4 separate regions of the Mus musculus genome follow, and regions 1, 2 and 4 are each linked to region 3. A link is a contact called in public Hi-C, HiChIP or PLAC-seq and promoter capture Hi-C data. All regions are on one chromosome and are shown on one strand. The core of a region is the stretch at or near the end of the contact, and the rest is flanking DNA. Distances in the headings are between cores, read along the strand shown. Region 1 overlaps Pik3r3 (phosphoinositide-3-kinase regulatory subunit 3). Region 2 holds the start of Akr1a1 (aldo-keto reductase family 1, member A1 (aldehyde reductase)). Region 3 holds the start of Mast2 (microtubule associated serine/threonine kinase 2). Region 4 holds the start of Nasp (nuclear autoantigenic sperm protein (histone-binding)).

Evidence for each region. A called contact is a pair of places that touch in the nucleus more often than the background predicts. HiChIP or PLAC-seq counts read pairs in DNA pulled down with a chosen protein or histone mark. Capture Hi-C pulls out chosen DNA fragments and counts their contacts.
Region 1: a contact with region 3 is called in an H3K27ac HiChIP or PLAC-seq map of cardiomyocytes, with 2.6 times the contacts expected there. The contact joins the enhancer-like site here to the promoter of Mast2 in region 3. A contact is called at or near these places in 1 of 39 promoter capture datasets (embryonic stem cells), 1 of 484 Hi-C or Micro-C datasets (uterus), 2 of 115 datasets of contacts at active chromatin or transcription factors (cardiomyocytes and stem cell-derived neural progenitor cells) and 3 of 9 other capture datasets (adipose tissue, liver and pancreatic islet).
Region 2: a promoter capture Hi-C map of liver shows a contact between it and region 3. The contact joins the promoter of Akr1a1 here to the promoter of Mast2 in region 3. A contact is called at or near these places in 1 of 39 promoter capture datasets (pre-B cells), 2 of 484 Hi-C or Micro-C datasets (double positive thymocytes and embryonic stem cells), 1 of 115 datasets of contacts at active chromatin or transcription factors (pancreatic cancer cells) and 3 of 9 other capture datasets (adipose tissue, liver and pancreatic islet).
Region 4: a Hi-C map of uterus shows a contact between it and region 3, with 4 times the contacts expected there. The contact joins the promoter of Nasp here to the promoter of Mast2 in region 3. A contact is called at or near these places in 4 of 39 promoter capture datasets (the 3T3-L1 cell line, the C10 cell line, fetal liver and 1 more), 4 of 484 Hi-C or Micro-C datasets (embryonic stem cells, muscle stem cells, nephron progenitors and 1 more), 4 of 115 datasets of contacts at active chromatin or transcription factors (the SCID.adh cell line, effector CD8 T cells, intestinal villus epithelium and 1 more) and 3 of 9 other capture datasets (adipose tissue, liver and pancreatic islet).

What each region holds. Positions count from the first base shown.
Region 1 is chr4:116,300,016-116,303,760 of GRCm38.p6, forward strand. Pik3r3 (phosphoinositide-3-kinase regulatory subunit 3) reads left to right here. Exons shown (of 10, transcript NM_181585.6): 10 at 1-3,041. Among named protein-coding and RNA genes, the nearest start is that of Pik3r3, 80 kb to the left of the region's middle. Within about 2 kb of position 1,251, at least 107 of the 459 cell types and tissues checked have an H3K27ac peak or open chromatin away from gene starts, as enhancers often do. A contact at or near this core is called in adipose tissue, cardiomyocytes, pancreatic islet and 1 more, where this site is marked.
Region 2 is chr4:116,649,260-116,653,285 of GRCm38.p6, forward strand. Akr1a1 (aldo-keto reductase family 1, member A1 (aldehyde reductase)) reads right to left here and starts at 2,415. Exons shown (of 9, transcript NM_021473.3): 1 at 2,080-2,415.
Region 3 is chr4:116,462,188-116,465,952 of GRCm38.p6, forward strand. It overlaps Mast2 (microtubule associated serine/threonine kinase 2), which reads right to left and starts at 2,036. Exons shown (of 30, transcript NM_001369061.1): 1 at 1,549-2,036. The coding sequence starts at 1,728.
Region 4 is chr4:116,626,574-116,630,424 of GRCm38.p6, forward strand. It overlaps Nasp (nuclear autoantigenic sperm protein (histone-binding)), which reads right to left and starts at 1,378. Exons shown (of 16, transcript NM_016777.3): 1 at 1,317-1,378; 2 at 759-856. The coding sequence starts at 817.

The sequences.
Region 1 (3,745 bases), core at 1-2,500, 160 kb before region 3:
GTGCTGCTGCACTGATGGACTAAGCTGGAAGCAGATATTGGTTTCATGGGGTTTGGGTTTGTTGTCAGGCACCTTTAAAAGAACAGCTAAGGCTTGTTGTGGGTTGGGGTGGGGGTTTTATTTGGAAGTTTCTGAAGAGTCCACATCCCTTTGTCCTCAACCCTAAGAATGCAGCAGGTCACAGTTCTGCTGGGAGTTGTTTTGATTTGATAGTCTCTTCCCCTTTCCCCCAAATAAAGAGCCGATTTTGGCTCTGTGGTAAAGTGGGATTTGGTTTGGAGGGAAAAACAACCAAAGGAAAATAGGGAGGTATGGGATTACATTTTCAGAATCTAAACCAAGGAGGCAAAAGACCCCTTCAGTTGATGTTACTTCAATTTTATCAACATAATCTAGGCTTCAGCATCTTCACCAACTCCTCCCTCTAAAGCACTGTGTTCAAAAACCAACAAAGCAGCATCGCCAGACCAAGGTCTAAGGGGAGGACAGTAGTAGCTGAATGTACACTTCTGTACCAAAACTTGAAAGACTAGAAATGTGAGTTTCAACAAACACTAAAATTGGTCAGTGTATTTCCTTTTGCCCTGGCCTTGTTTCTCAGATGAGGAATAGAATTATTTTGTGGAAATAGTAAGCTTTGAGTCATAATGAAGTTGGTGCTTGTGTGGTGTTTCTTTAAAGAAATGTTTGAAACCCTTGTAAGTTGTTTTATGAGTAAAGAAACAGTGCAATCCAGTGCTTTTAGATGGCTTGATATACCAAATAATGATAGAGAACAACATTGTTGTGTGCTTCCTCAAGTTTAAAAGCCTTGCCAAAACTATACAAGGATTAATTTGCCTTCATCTCCCCTTCCTTTTTTGGATAGGGTTTAGGGAGCCATAGGTAGCTAAAGGAGGACTCGAGTTTGTGGTCAGAGACCTCAGTAAATCACAGGCACATGAGGCCTGGTATCCATGGTGAAGGGTCCATCACATGACATGTTATTCAATACTGTGGTTGAAGCGTTTGCCAGAAGAGGGGATGACGTGGAGTTCAGACTATCTGGGGAAATAATCCACAGGCTTTCCTGCTTGCCCTTTTTGTGAGCCTGCTGTTAAGGCAGTGCACACAGCCTGCTCTCATGCTTCCGTGGCTGTGGTTTAAGCCTTCAGCTAAGTGAAGTTAGATAGAGGAGAGGGCAGCCATCTATTTATGGATTCACACTCATTTAAGAGTTCAGCTGCTTCAGAGTCAGTTCTGGAGCCATAACAGGCTCAGTATGACTCAGCTGCTTGAGCCCAGTAATGTGCAGTCAGGCAGTTTAGACAAGCAGCCTGTGCCTGGGTCATCAGGCTTACAATCAGGGAAGATGAAGTTTGGGGGCCAAAATAAAGATGAATATGACTTTCCCTGAGCACTTCCTTTGGTGACAGTGTCTAGAAGAAACCACAGTATAGAGATAGGTCAAAAGTTTTGAATAATTGTCACAGTTGATAGGGCATGCCATTGATGGCTTTTTCTTGTTCATGCTCCAGTGTGAAAGAGAGGAGATTGACCACCCTCAGCCACTCTGTAAGGCCTTTTTCAAAATTGCCAGCTTAAAATCTTGCTCAGTTTACCAAGTAATGCCAGGCTATTTGTTGATTGGAATACCTGTGACTTTGTACTGATGTTGAACTTGCTGAAGCAGTTATATGCTCAAGATTAGGTGTGAGGAATCCCTCTGATCCAGCACTAAAATTTTAGTATGTCCTGAACGCCTTTTTAAAGAAATCTCTTCCAAGTAAGTCAAAATGATAAAATATACAGCTTTAGTGTTGAATAATGTCTTTACCTTGTAGGCAGACATGGAAGATATGCAGGAGAAAGCAGCATCTACACCTGGGCTGGACAATGGAGAAAGACAGGTTTTCAGTCCTATATTCTTTCCCTTTGAGTAACCACTTTGTGGGAGCTGAGACCAGGGATCATTTAATAAATCGGAAGCTATCTTTTTATTTTTCTGCCAAGTTACTACATGATTTATCTGATCCTGAGCTGTGGAAATGGCATGAGGAGCAGTCTCCTAAGAGTGGCCCTGCTGTCTGAGGGAGTCTGGAAGCAGGTGTTGGTCTTCTTCTCAAGGCTAGCTCAAAGTTCTGTCTCATGATCTAGGCCCTGGGACTATCTCTTTTGGCATCTTAACTGTAGACTCATTGACTAAAGCAGAGGCTAGAGACAGATTAGGACCATAGGGGCAGGCAGATCAGCCAGTCCCCAGATCAGCCAGTCCCCAACAGGAAAGCAGCTTTGGGTTGGCTAGATACAGTTTTTAAAATAAAAACAAAACAAAACAAAGCTGTTTCCACCTGGCATAGTTCAGCTTAGGTAGGTTGTTTATGTTCTTGTCACTGCTCCAGCAATAGATGAAGACATCCTACAGCTCCACACTACTAAGACACAAGCTTTCTACATTTACTTCAGACTCAAGCCCGAGTGGCATCTTCCTTGTGTCCCTTCTCTGCAAGGTACCAGCTTCACCCATTCTCCAGAACTTTAAAGAAAAAATGTACTTGAACAATTTCTGATTTCTAGGATGATCTCTACTGCCAGTTAGATCTTCTTGAGGTTTCCATGACATCATACACCAGAGGTCCATTCTTGGTCCTTTGCTGCCAACTGCTCATTCTTGACTTAGCTCTAGCCATTTGTGACAACCACCCTTGTTTCCTTACAAATCCTCGCATGTAACTTTGGTACTTTGTTGTTTCTTGTGAAGAATCTATTCTGTTGTCTTTGATGTAATAAAAAAATTTCATGTAGTTTATGTAAAAATAACTGACTCAGAAGGAAGCCAACTGTGTCTTGTGTTGGAACAATTCATAATGTAATTTCTAGACCACTTTTGCAAATTGTTCTTGTCACCAAATGTGTTCAGACATTGCTGTGCGGTTGTGGGGAAGGGGTGGGGGGAAGGTAAGGTGAGAACATTGTTGGGGCTTTTTCCTTTTTTTAACCTTCTCCAAGACTTGGAATGGTTGGCAGACTTGCTCCAGATGCAATAAAGACATTGCAGTGAAGCATTTTTTGGTTTTCTTGGCATGGAGGGCAGTGGGCTAAAGCAGGTTAGGGAGTAAGGTAAGAAGTTCTGCATGCTTGAAGTCCATACTGGGGCCAAGAGAGGTTCTCCTTCCTATAAGAGGAAATTAAAACTCAAAAAACAAAAACAAACAAACAAACAAACAAAAACCTTTCTACCTCCCAAAGGACACAAATCCAAAATTAAATGAAAGCCATTTCCTCCCTTTAACACCCATTCAAGTAAATGCATTTTATTGGTTCTCATACTCAGAAGTGTTTTTCTACTCTGCGACTAGGAGAAATGGACTTAGTTTTATAGTTTATGCTTTTGTCCCTCTTCAAGGTACAATACCCACATGGCATGGTCAGGGAATACCTGTTTATTTACCTTGTGCTGTGCCTTTAGTCCCAAGACAACCGAACTTATCTTCTTGGACATCTCTGTATCGCATATGCATTGGACTTAAGAGGAAGGCTGACGATCATCCTGTCCATCCCCAGACCCTCACGCCTGCCTACAGCTATAGAGCTCCCTCTGTTAAATCACAATAGGTAGCCCTTCCAACCACACCCACACCCAGAGTCCCATGTATATTGGATTCTATTTCCTCCCTGCAATCTTTTTGTTTTGTTTATTTTTATTTATTTATTTTTGAGACAGGGTTTCTTTGTGTAGCCCTGGCTGTCCTGGAACTCACTTTGT
Region 2 (4,026 bases), core at 1,165-3,664, 190 kb after region 3:
GATCTCTGTGAATTCAAGGCCAGTCTGATCTACAGAGCAAGTTCCTGGACAGCCAGTACTATAGAAACCCTGTCTCAAAAAACAAAAACCCCCAAAATACATACATGCCTTTACTTCCAAATGCTGTGATGTAAATCTTTTCCAGTAATATACATAAACCTCCACTGTTCCTGCCCTAGCTGCAACCTCTACCATCCCTTGACTAAACCAGGAAATATTTTTAATTTGGACTTAATCAAAATACATCCACCAAATCCAATCATGTGATTCCTTGGCTTAAACTGTTCAGTAATTCTCTCCAGGTTAAAGTCCAGACTCTTTAAAACCTAGGTCCCACATTTCTCATTTCGCTGTCTCATCATTTCAGATTGAGAAGCAAGCTCCACCTGATTCCAGGTATCGGCACATTTTCTTTCCCCAAACTTCACACTTGCCTAGCTAATTGTTACTTACCATTGAGCTAGTACATGGAAATTCTGGTTCCTCCCTGAAACTTCTAATCACTTTCTCACATGACTGTGTGTGTGTGTGTGTGTGTGTGTACTGATATACACTGTATATCTCACTGCATCTCTTTGTTCATAAGGAGGTTTCCCCCAGCCGGGCGGTGGTGGTGCATGCCTTTAATCCCAGCACTTGGGAGGCAGAGGCAGGCAGATTTCTGAGTTCGAGGCCAGCCTGGTCTACAAAGTGAGTTTCAGGACAGCCAGGGCTACACAGAGAAACCCTGTCTCGAAAAAACAAAACAAAAACAACAAAACAAAAACAACAACAACAAAAGGGTTTCCCCCACAAGCCAGGGTCATTTATCTGAACCCTTTACCATGCGCACACAGAAGTTAATTGAGGGGAGACCTTGAATACTGGGGCTTTTCTTTTGGATTTGGTTTGGGTTTTTTCCCCAGATATGGTCTCATGTAGCCCAGGATGGTCTTGAACTGTCTGTAGCCAAGAATGGAATTGAACTCATGATCCCCCTGCGTCTCCCTTCCAAATTGGCTTTATAGGCAGGAGATACCATGCCATGCTAGCTGGACAGCTTAGCTTGCTGGAGAAGCACCTGAGGAAGTCACTGACTTCGGTATCTTCAATCCATCTTGGAAAACCAAAGAAAAGTCATGTATCTATGTGTGTCAAGGGGCTGGGGGACAATCCCAAGGCCTTACACACGCCAATTCTACCTCTGACCTACACCTGTTAGTATTTTACTAACTTTGAGCAAGTACTAAAAAAAAAAAAATCTGGGTTGGAGGTGTAGTTCAGTTGGTAAAGGGCTTGTCCGGGGCGGAGTTTGACTCTAGTTCCAGGGAATATGTCCCTTTCTTATGACCTCCATGGGCACCAGGCACCCACAAGGTACACATACTTACATAGCAGACAAAACATTAATTTTTAGCAAAAATTCTTCAAAGAGACTCTGTCTCCAAAACTACCTATAAATAATAACCAATTCTGCCGGGCAGGAAAGATTCATACTGGAATTAAACCTGTATCGCTGCTGAAGTGCAACCTGGGAAAAGTTAACAGGCCTGATCAGAAGCTGAGCAGGTCCTGCGGTCCTACGAAAAGTCTAAACAGTAGAGTCCATTAATGGTAGGCTCGGTAATGTGAAGATTCAAGTATTTTCACTTTAAAAGGCTCCGTAGCGACAGGAGATGTTCAAATTTTCTCAAACCTAAGGCAGAGGCTTGAGCAAGCTAATCTCTCCCCACTTCCGCCACTTCCTAGGAATATCCCTGTACCGCCATTAGGAAAGGCAGAGCGCCTAGAAATTTCGAGCAGATGACCAAACAAAGAGATGGCAAAAGCACGAGATATGCACCAGACACATTCAAAGGTTTATCCCAGTCCTCCCTACAGCACTAATGATTTCCTTGCTCATTCCAACTCTGAGGAAACCGAGGTCCAGAAACACGTTATCTGAGAACAGAATAGGAGGAAGTGCTCAAACGCGAAACTAAATCGCATCCCTCGACGTGCTGGCGCCATTCGCTCAATCCTGGCCCTGACCTGTGGTACTGAAGGACCCTCGCCTTTAACTCAGGAGAAAAAGACGAGTCAGCAGCAGGAAGAACTCACCTTGGCAGTGAGCACAGGCTGTGGAAAAGACAAAGTGGCCCGAATTCAGCTCTGCACTCCAGTACTGAGGCAACAGGGCCCGACTTAAGTCCGGCGGAGAAGCGGCAGCCCCACCCCAGGGAGGAGCGAGGGCCCGGCTCCCAGAACTACGCGCAGGACGGAGGAGACCCCCACTGTCCTGCGAAGTAGAAGAGGGAGTAGAAGCCAAAGCTGGGACTTTGCACATTCCTCCCCTGGGAACCTCTCACTCCACCACGAACGTCTGGAAGGGCCGGGGTCCCGAAACTGTGCATGCGCACAAGCTACGTGGACAGTCTTGGGTGGCTGGCCGCGCCCACAACCGGCCCACAGTGCACCGCGCAGGCACCTCTCTAGGCATAGATTCTTATACTTTCTGAAGAGATCCTCTATGATACCTAGGGGGTCCTTCTGGCCGCCTGTCTTTCTTTCTCTAAAGTGAATTTGTCGGAATCCCCGAGCGGGCCTGATACAAAGTTTGACCAAAAAATACAGAAAATCTTGCCTCTGCAAACCCCATTTTAGAAAGTTACTGATCTTTCACTCAGTACCTTGCACTTTAGCCCTGTGCAAAAGACTTCATAAATATGAGCTGGGGCCGTATAGCTAAATTAATACAGTGCTTGCTTAACATAAAGTTCTGGGTTCAAAATCCCAGCACGGCATAAAATTGAGTCGTTATCCCAGCACTTGGGAGGTGGAAGCAAGGAGAATCAGAAGATTCAGTTTTTCTTGCCTCCTATACATTGACTTTGAGGCCAGCCTGAGATTTATGATCCCCTATCTAAAAGGAAAACATTTGAAGATGGAGAGAAGGGGTGCCGCTTTTTCAGAGAACCCAAGTTCAGTACCAGCATTCATGTCAGGAGGTTCTCAACCACCTGTAACCCCAGCTCCAGGGGATTTAATACTCTCTTCTGACTTCCATGAGCACCCACATAAAGGTGGGGTGTGTGTGTTTCCCAGGGATAGCTTATAAAGGGAAAAAACACAATGGGCTCCTAAGTGGGTGAAGGAGGGCTATAGAGCGGTCGGCCCCTCTCCAAGTTTTTTTAGTAGTTTGAACTTAACAGTTCAAGCTGCCCTGTTATATCTTGCTTGGCTGAGTGAAGGCTGCATTTGGGAAATTTCCAATCATAATCATCGTCATCCTCAGAATATATGGTCAATTTGATCTCTGAGTCAAATTGTGTGTGTGTGTGTATGTGTGTGTGTGTGTTTACAATCAAAGTGCAATATGTTTTGTGTCAACAATATGGAGTGGCCAACAGAAATGAAACAAAAGAATTACAGCCAAGCTCGAGGTGACTTTAAGCTAGGGAACGGGCTTCAACATGGGGACCAGCCTTCATCAGTCTCACTACTCTGACTGTCCTGGAACTCACTATTGTAGACCAGGTTGGCCTCCAAATCATAGTAATCTGTCTGGCTCTGACTCCCAAATGCTAAAATTAAAGACGTGCACTCAGCTCTTTTTCTTTTCTTTTTAAAAAATTATTTTATTACCAGGTGGTGGTGATACATGCCATTAATCCTAGCAATCAGGAGAAGAGGCAAGCAGATCTCCAAATTCAAGGCCAGCCTGTTCTACAGAGTGCAACCCTGTCTCAAAAAAACAAAAACAAAAATTTATTTTTACTTGTATGTGTGTGTGCCCGAGTATATGTCTGTTTACCACATGCAGGCAGGAGCTTAAGGAGGTGAGAAATGACCTAGACCTGCAGGTCATTCTTCAGTGACAGGGTCCTGAGAGAGAGGACCGGGAGATCAGAAGATAAGCAGAAAGGTAAAGTTTCAGATGGGGAGGTCTTTCACAAACCATGTCTGTTAAGAAGCACAGCATCTTATATATTATTTCCAGGGGAGAAATTGAACACAGCAGCAAGTGTCATACAATGGAACTAAATCAGGGGAACGCTAATAAAACAA
Region 3 (3,765 bases), core at 786-3,285:
AGCCACCAGCAGCTCACAACTGTCTGCAACTCTAGTTCCAAGAGATATGACTCCCTCTTCTGGTTTCCAAACTATATGAAGCACTAACATACATGCAGGCAAACACTCATAGCTGCAAAAAAGTGAAAATAAAAAGATCTTTTTTGAAAAGAGGGGAATCGGAGCTGGAGAGTTTCAGCCTCTGGCTGCTCTTCCAGAGGACCCAGGTTCAATTCCCCACCACCCATGTGAGAGCTCCAACTGTATATAGCTCATTACCAGGTAATCTGACACGCTCACACAGAGATACTTGAAGGAAAAACACCAGTGCACATAAAAACTAAAAGTAAATCATAAAAAAACTTAAAAAGAAAATAAGGGCGGGGCGGAATCAAACAGCCTTAAGCACTTTACTGAAGCATGCATTAAGGTCAACCGCACCAGGTAAACTAAGTCAGTAGAGGAAATATATTTCAAAAGTTTTGAACGGGTACTAGAGGGGGATTACACAGTCAGCAGTCTAGAAGCCATGACAAAGACCAAAAGAATCAAGTGGGGAGACAAAAAGCGGAAAATTTTAAAACCATAGGCTAACAGAGTGTAATTCAAAGCAATGATGCATAGGAACATTTACTTTATATGAGGAGCAAGATAGGAGACCTGGAACTTCAAAGCCTCAAAGATGGGGTCTCAACTGGGGTCTGAAGCAAAGCTGTACAAAAGCAATGCTGTCAGGGGAGTTCATTACTACAGAACATTCTTTCTAAAAATCCAACGAGATTACGTATCTTACAAAGTCCCTGTCAATATCGTTTCACTGAACTTCCTTCAGCTGTGAGTAGCAAGTTTATCCTAATATTGGCGACCTTTATTCCCTACTCATAAATACACCTACTATTGTCTACTAAATTACACATCCTGTACATTCGAGAATCCCATGAGTACTTTTACATTTTATCTCTTTTCCCATTAAGGGTAAACTAGAAAGCAGAGCCTTCATCTACAGATTCTCTGTCCACAGCACCGGCCTTGAGACTGGACACATTCAGGCACTTTTTATAGTGGTTTTAAAGTGGTAGATAGTTACTGAGGAGAACGTTAACGATTCTGAATACTTGCTTATAAAAGTATAATGGCCACCAAATGAGAATGCTTGCAAATGCCCCGTTTTTATAACTGTGGGGATAAACTCTAAGACCAGTCAACACTATCAAACTGGCATTTCTCCCTTAAAACTATTCACGCCTCTAGATAACTCCATTTAGTAAACCTACTCTTTGCTGCTCATTCACCCTGCCCACATTCCAGCACCCATTCTCTCCATCCAGAGCCCCAGGCTACCCCCCAAGACCATTTTATTCATTCCTCAGACCCGCCCTACCCCACGTCCAACTGCAACCCCAGGCCCCCACCTTCATTTCTCCACTCCCCTTTCCTCAGCCTCGTCAGACCTCCCACTCCTCCTAACCGACTCAGTAGTCCCCACCCTCACCACCGCAGCCCGATCCTCCCGCGAGGACCCCTCCCCCACGGCGCCCACCCTCGCTGGCGGACCCCAGCCCACCTTACCTGCTCCCTGCTGTCGTGCCCCAAAGGCCCGCTCCGCTCCTCCAGTAGCTGCCTCCCGGGCGGCGCTCGCCGGCGCGGGGGCAAAGACTGCGGCTGGGGCAACTCGGCCGTCCGCGGAGCCGCATCCTCCCGGCGGGCGGGTGGCGGCTGCGGCCGCTCGCGGCAGCGGCTCCGCTTCATCTCCGCGTCTGGGCCCCGCGGGCGTTAGCACCGCGACTGCGCCGGCCTGGCTCGGCCCCGGGCCGCAGCGCTGCCGCGGCAAACCCGGTCCGCGGCCAACATGGCCCGGCGGGCACTTGAAGCCACCCGCACCCGGCCCGCGGTTTCCCCGCGCTTCCTGTGGGCTGAGGCGCCGAGACCTTCCCGGCGCGCCTCACGGAGGCAGCATAGCCGCCGCCGCCGCGCCCTCCGCCGCCCGGCACACGCTCGGCCGGCCACCCGCCGCCGCCGCGGGCTCCGCCGCCAGCCGCCGGCCCGCCAGCCCGCCCGGCCCGCCCCTCGCGCGCGTGCACGGCAAGCCCGCCTGCCGCCCACAGAGCGCGGCCAGCCGTGCACGCGCTGGCGAACGGTCGCGAAGACCCGCCCGCGGCCGCGCCGCGCGCTCTGAAGCGGAAGGGGGCGGGGCTCCCGGCGCGCCCGCGTCGGCTGCAGGACGCCCTTTGATTCTTCCATTCATCCCTTTGGTACACACTGCCTGCCGGACTGAACGCTGTCCAGACTGGGAAAAGACTTCCAACGGGAGGGGGGACACCAACACTCTATTTACCAGCAGATGCTCACCTAGTTCTCCCCTACGCTTCAGAGACTAGTTAGCTCATCCTCATGTTAGAAATAAGGAGACTGAGATGTAGGGAAACGAGCCCAGTCACAGACATATCAATATGTCCCAATAAACCCTCCCATTAGTTGAGGGTTCCCATTCTTGTCGCTCTGTCTTGTTTACACTGCCTTTGACAGTTCCACACAGTGTGACAGTGTGTAAAGTCCTGTAAAAGAAGTGATGTATTCCTTAGGGGTGCGAGACTAAAAAGGCTTTGGAAGATCTGGGCTTCCCACTGACAATGAAGTCATCCTGTAGACACGGTCCAGCCTGCTGCGGCCTGGGCAGCCTGACCTGCCCCTTCCAATGACTCATCTGCTTTAACAACACGTGGCAGACAGCTCAGCCATGCCTGGCCTCCTTCTGGCTTCAGCTAGTCTGCCACAACGCTGTTTTTCCTCTTTTGACCTAACCAGAGTTCATTCCCAGAAGCTTTTCCTGCCTGTTTCATTCATGTATCTTTAGCCTCCTCCCTGAACCCTTTCTGAGCAGTAATAATGACTAATACGATGGAGCCTACTGATTTCAGACACTGCATTCAATTCACATACACATAATGAGGTCATTGCAGTGTTCATTGTACAGTGGAGGGAACGGGGTGAGTTATAGTGCAAAGAGAACTCAAACGAAGGCCTGTGAGGTACCAGAACACACACACATAAGCAGTGTGTGGGACAACCCATGAAGCTATCTTCTACGTTCCCTGTCCCAGGTCCTCCCCATGCATCCAGTTGACTCGGTAGAAACAGAAAGCCATCCTTGGTTCCTTCCTTCTTCTCATCTCTCATATCTAATAATGAACAAGGCCTGTTGGTCTGTAAACTCGATATCTTTCCAATCTGCCTTCTCCTTTCATCCCATTTGTACTAACTTACCCAGCTCCGCCTTCCCTCACCTGTTTAAGTGGGAAATTCTCCCAACTAGTTCCCCTGCATCAAGTCTTATTCTCTTAGGATCCATCTTCCCAAAGACTCTCATAAAAATCTCTGTAATACTGTCTTTGCTTAGACTAGTAAAATAAAGCTCAAGATGAAGTATACACTTTCTTCTTTTTCTTTGTTTTTTGTTTGTTTTTGTTTTTGTTTTTGGTGACAGGGTTTCTCTCTGTAGTCCTGGAACTCACTCTGTAGACCAGGCTGGCCTTGAACTCTGAAATCCACCTGCCTCTGCCTCCCAAGTGCTGGGATTAAAAGTGTGCACCACCACCGCCCAGTCAAGTGTACACTTTCTAAGGCAAGGCCACCATCCAAAATCCATTCTCTGCCTGCCTCTTTTTTTCTATTAGCCCATGCTGTTGCCACTATTGCCACTATTTATAGTTATCTCTGCTACATGATAGGGCCAGCACACTCTTGCTTACGAAGAACAGAAACACATGCTGAATCTGGAGTGGCCAC
Region 4 (3,851 bases), core at 128-2,627, 160 kb after region 3:
GCAACAAAATCCCCGTCCCACATACCGAAAACCTAACGAATCAAGACACTTCTCCGCAAAGGTTAAGAGTTACAAAGCTTCAGTCCCGTAGCCACCCTCAAGATTACTGTAAACCTGGTAGTGAGTATATAATAAAATTCATTGCGCCCCACCGACCCGGCAAAAGCAGCATCCACTCCAAACAATGGAGTTTTCCCGCCTCCTACAGGCCCCGCCCACTCCTAAGAGCCAAAACTACGACGATCAGCGTGCAAAGCCCCGCCCTCTGAGAGGCCCCACCCACCCGCGTCCCCTGTTCCAAGCCTCCATCCTCGTGTGGGTTTTTTTTTTTTTTTTTTTTTTTTGGCGCCAAATCTGTTGGCCAATTTCTCGGTACGTCTACAGACTCTCTACAGAGACGCACCCTAGGAGTGCGCGATCAGGAGGGGCTCAAGGACCGACTGGAGCCGGGCCCCGCCTACCTACCGGCAACCTCGGGCAAGGGGTGGAAAAAAGGGGCCGGCGATGGAGCCAGCCACCGCTGCCCCCGGCAAGATGGCGGCCGTGAAAAGCCGGGCAGGGGGCGCCAGCCACCCGCCGTTACCGCTGGCGCGCCAGCTCTTCGCAAGTAGGGCTTCTCCACAGAGCAACCCTCTCCGCACGGCCGCCGTTGTTCCGGGGAAGGCAGCTGTCCCACCCACCAGCCCGTCCCGCCCGGGAAGCCAAGTCCCCGGACTCTCCCTGAGGACTGGCCTCAAGCTCGCCACAGTCCCGCTTACTTGTCAGCGGAAACCAGCTCCGCGGCGATGGCAGCAGCGGCTGTAGACTCTGTGGCCATCGTTCCCCTGAGGTGGTGGGCCAGTGGGCAGAACACTGCCTGCGAAGAAAACCAGAGAATTCCGGACAGCAGAGACTCACTCAGGTAGAGAAAATGGCAGATTGGAGACCCCGCGCGGTTGAGGCCCTCTTATATACCAGGTCCCTTGTCCCGCCCATCCACTTCCGGATCCTCCCCCCTCGGATTTAAAGGACTAGGACTCAACACCTTTCTGTCACAAGGACACAGCCCTGTATCCCTTCCCGTTTGGGTATCTTCCCGCCCTAGCCCGTTTTTCCTTAAAAAAAGAAAAAAAGAAAAAGAAAGTAAGATAGAAAGGAAAAAGAAAACAAAAATCAAACAATTTCCTGCTTCTGTGGCTAGTCGTGATAGAAGCAAAATCTCAGTACTACAACTTCTGAATGGGAGCCAGCCTAGAGATTCCACAATTAAGTGGAGCCAGTGAGTCTCTGCGACTGTGGAAAAAGTAGTCCCGAAGGTGTCTTTCTGACGGGGATACCCGAGAAGGTGACAGGTATTCCCTATGTCCTCTCAGTCTTAACGGATGGAAACGCAAGAGCTGAGCACGAGTACAGCAGCAACGGCTAGAACTGACCAGACAGACGCGTGGCTCTGGGCCTCAGCAACTACTGACGAAACAAGATGCTGCTCTAGGATTGGCTACAGATAAAACTATCGCGCTTGATTCAAAACTCTTAGAGGGGCAAAGGGATGCGGGTGTTTAGATCCACCGCCTTTGACTGATCCAATCCGTTGCTGCCATCATCTTACTTTACCCACGTCCAAGTTGTTAAGTTAAATCCTGTACTTAAAACACTTTAAATATTTTAGCTGTCTCTCTTTTTTTTTCTTTCATATATATTAGGTAGGGACTTACAGTCTATCCCTGGCTAGCCTGAAACTTGCTATTTAGACCCACTGATCTCTAACCCACAGACATCTGCCTGCCTGTGATTGCGAGGGCTGGGATTACAGGTGAGCAGCACCACACACGCCTTCTTTTACAACCTTTTGTAACTCCAGTTCAAGGGCATTCAATCAATGCCTTCCTGTGACCACCAGAGCCACTAGGCACACACATGGTACACATTTATGTATGCAGATACACTCATACACATTAAATAAAAGTAAATGTGGCTGGAAAATTCGCTAGGAGGTTAGGAGCACTTGTTATTCTTGCAAAGGATCCTGTTTCAATTCCCAGCACCCACAAGGCGCCTCACCACTTCGTTAAGCTCCAGGCATGCATATGGTGCACAGACATGGATGTAGGTAAAGCATTTATTCACACAAAATGAAAAAAAAAAAAAAGAACTAAAAATGGATAAATAGAAATAAGTGGGTTCCTTTAAAAAATAACTTGGGGGGGGCTGGTGAGATGGCTCAGTGGGTAAGAGCACCCGACTGCTCTTCCAAAGGTCTGAAGTTCAAATCCCAGCAACCACATGGTGGCTCACAACCATCTGTAACAAGATCTGACGCCCTCTTCTGGAGTGTCTGAAGACAGCTACAGTGTACTTACATATAATAAATAAATAAATCTTAAAAAAAAAATAACTTGGGTATGATGGCACACACCTTTATAATTTATTTAGTTGTATTTCATGTACATTGGTATCTTGTCTGCATGTATGTCTGTGTAAGGGTGTCTGAACCCTTGGAACAAGAACTACAGATAGTTTGTTCCTCTCCAAGAATAGCCAGTGCTCTTTAACCGGTGAGCCATCTCTCCAGTCCTAGCACACACCTTTAATCTCAGCACTCAGGAGGCAGACTGGTCTCCCTGGATTTGAACCCAGAATGTTTTACAGAGCTAGTTCTAAGACAGCACACCTGTTTCAGCACTCCAAAGGCAGAAGCTGTTGAGGCAACCTAATCTATGTAAGGAATTCCAACACAGCCAAGGCTTCATAGTGAGATCTTGTTTCCAAAAAAAAAAAAAAATTTTGTCCGGCAGTGGTGGCACATGCCTTTAGTCCCAGCACTTGGGAGTTCGAAGCCAGCCTGGTCTACAGAGTGAGTTCCAGGACAGCCAGGGCCACACAGAGAAACCCCTGTCTCAGAAAAACAAAACAAAACAACAACAACAAAAAAAAACCCACAAACTTTGATCTTTTAAATTATGTATACAAATATAGATTTGTGATTGTGAGTTGAAATAGAGGTAAGAGAAATTGATTCCCCTAGAGCTGGGATTACAGGTAGTTGTGAACCTTTAGATATAAGTGCTAGGAACCAAACTCCAGTCCTTCGGAAGTTACAAGTGTTCTTAACTGATGACCCACCTTTCCAGCAACTGGTGTTACATGTTTTAGTTAACTGCCAGATCTTTAATTTTCCTTTGAGATTTGTTTGTTTGTTAATGTTAAATAGGATGAGATATTTGAGTCACGAATTTAACAAAAAATTAAGGCAGGGCAGTGGTGGCACATGCCTTTAGTCCTAGTATTTGGGAGACAGGAGGATCATTGAGTTCAAGGCCAGCCTAGTCTAAAGAGCAAGTTCCTGGGGGCTGGTGAGATGGCTCAGTGGCTAAGAGCACCCGACTGCTCCTCCGAAGGTCCGGAGTTCAAATCCCAGCAACCACATGGTGGCTCACAACCATCCGTAAGGAGATCTGACTCCCTCTTCTGGAGTGTTTGAAGACAGCTACAGTGTACTTACATATAATTAATTAATAAATAAATAAATAAATAAATAAATAAAAAAGAGCAAGTTCCCAGGACAGCTAGGGCTACACAGAGAAATGCTGTCCAAAAAAAAAAAAAAAAAAAAACCCAACAACATTTAATTGACTTTTTAAAAAAAAATATTTATTTATTTTATGTATATGAGTACACTGTAATTGTCTTCAGCCACACCAGAAGAGGGCATAAGATCCCATTACAGGGCTGGTGAGATGGCTCAGTGGGTAAGAGCACCCAACTGCTCTTCCGAAGGTCTGGAGTTCAAATCCCAGCAACCACATGGTGACTCACAACCATCTGTAACAAGATCTGACGCCCTCTTCTGGAGTGTCTGAAGACAGCTACAG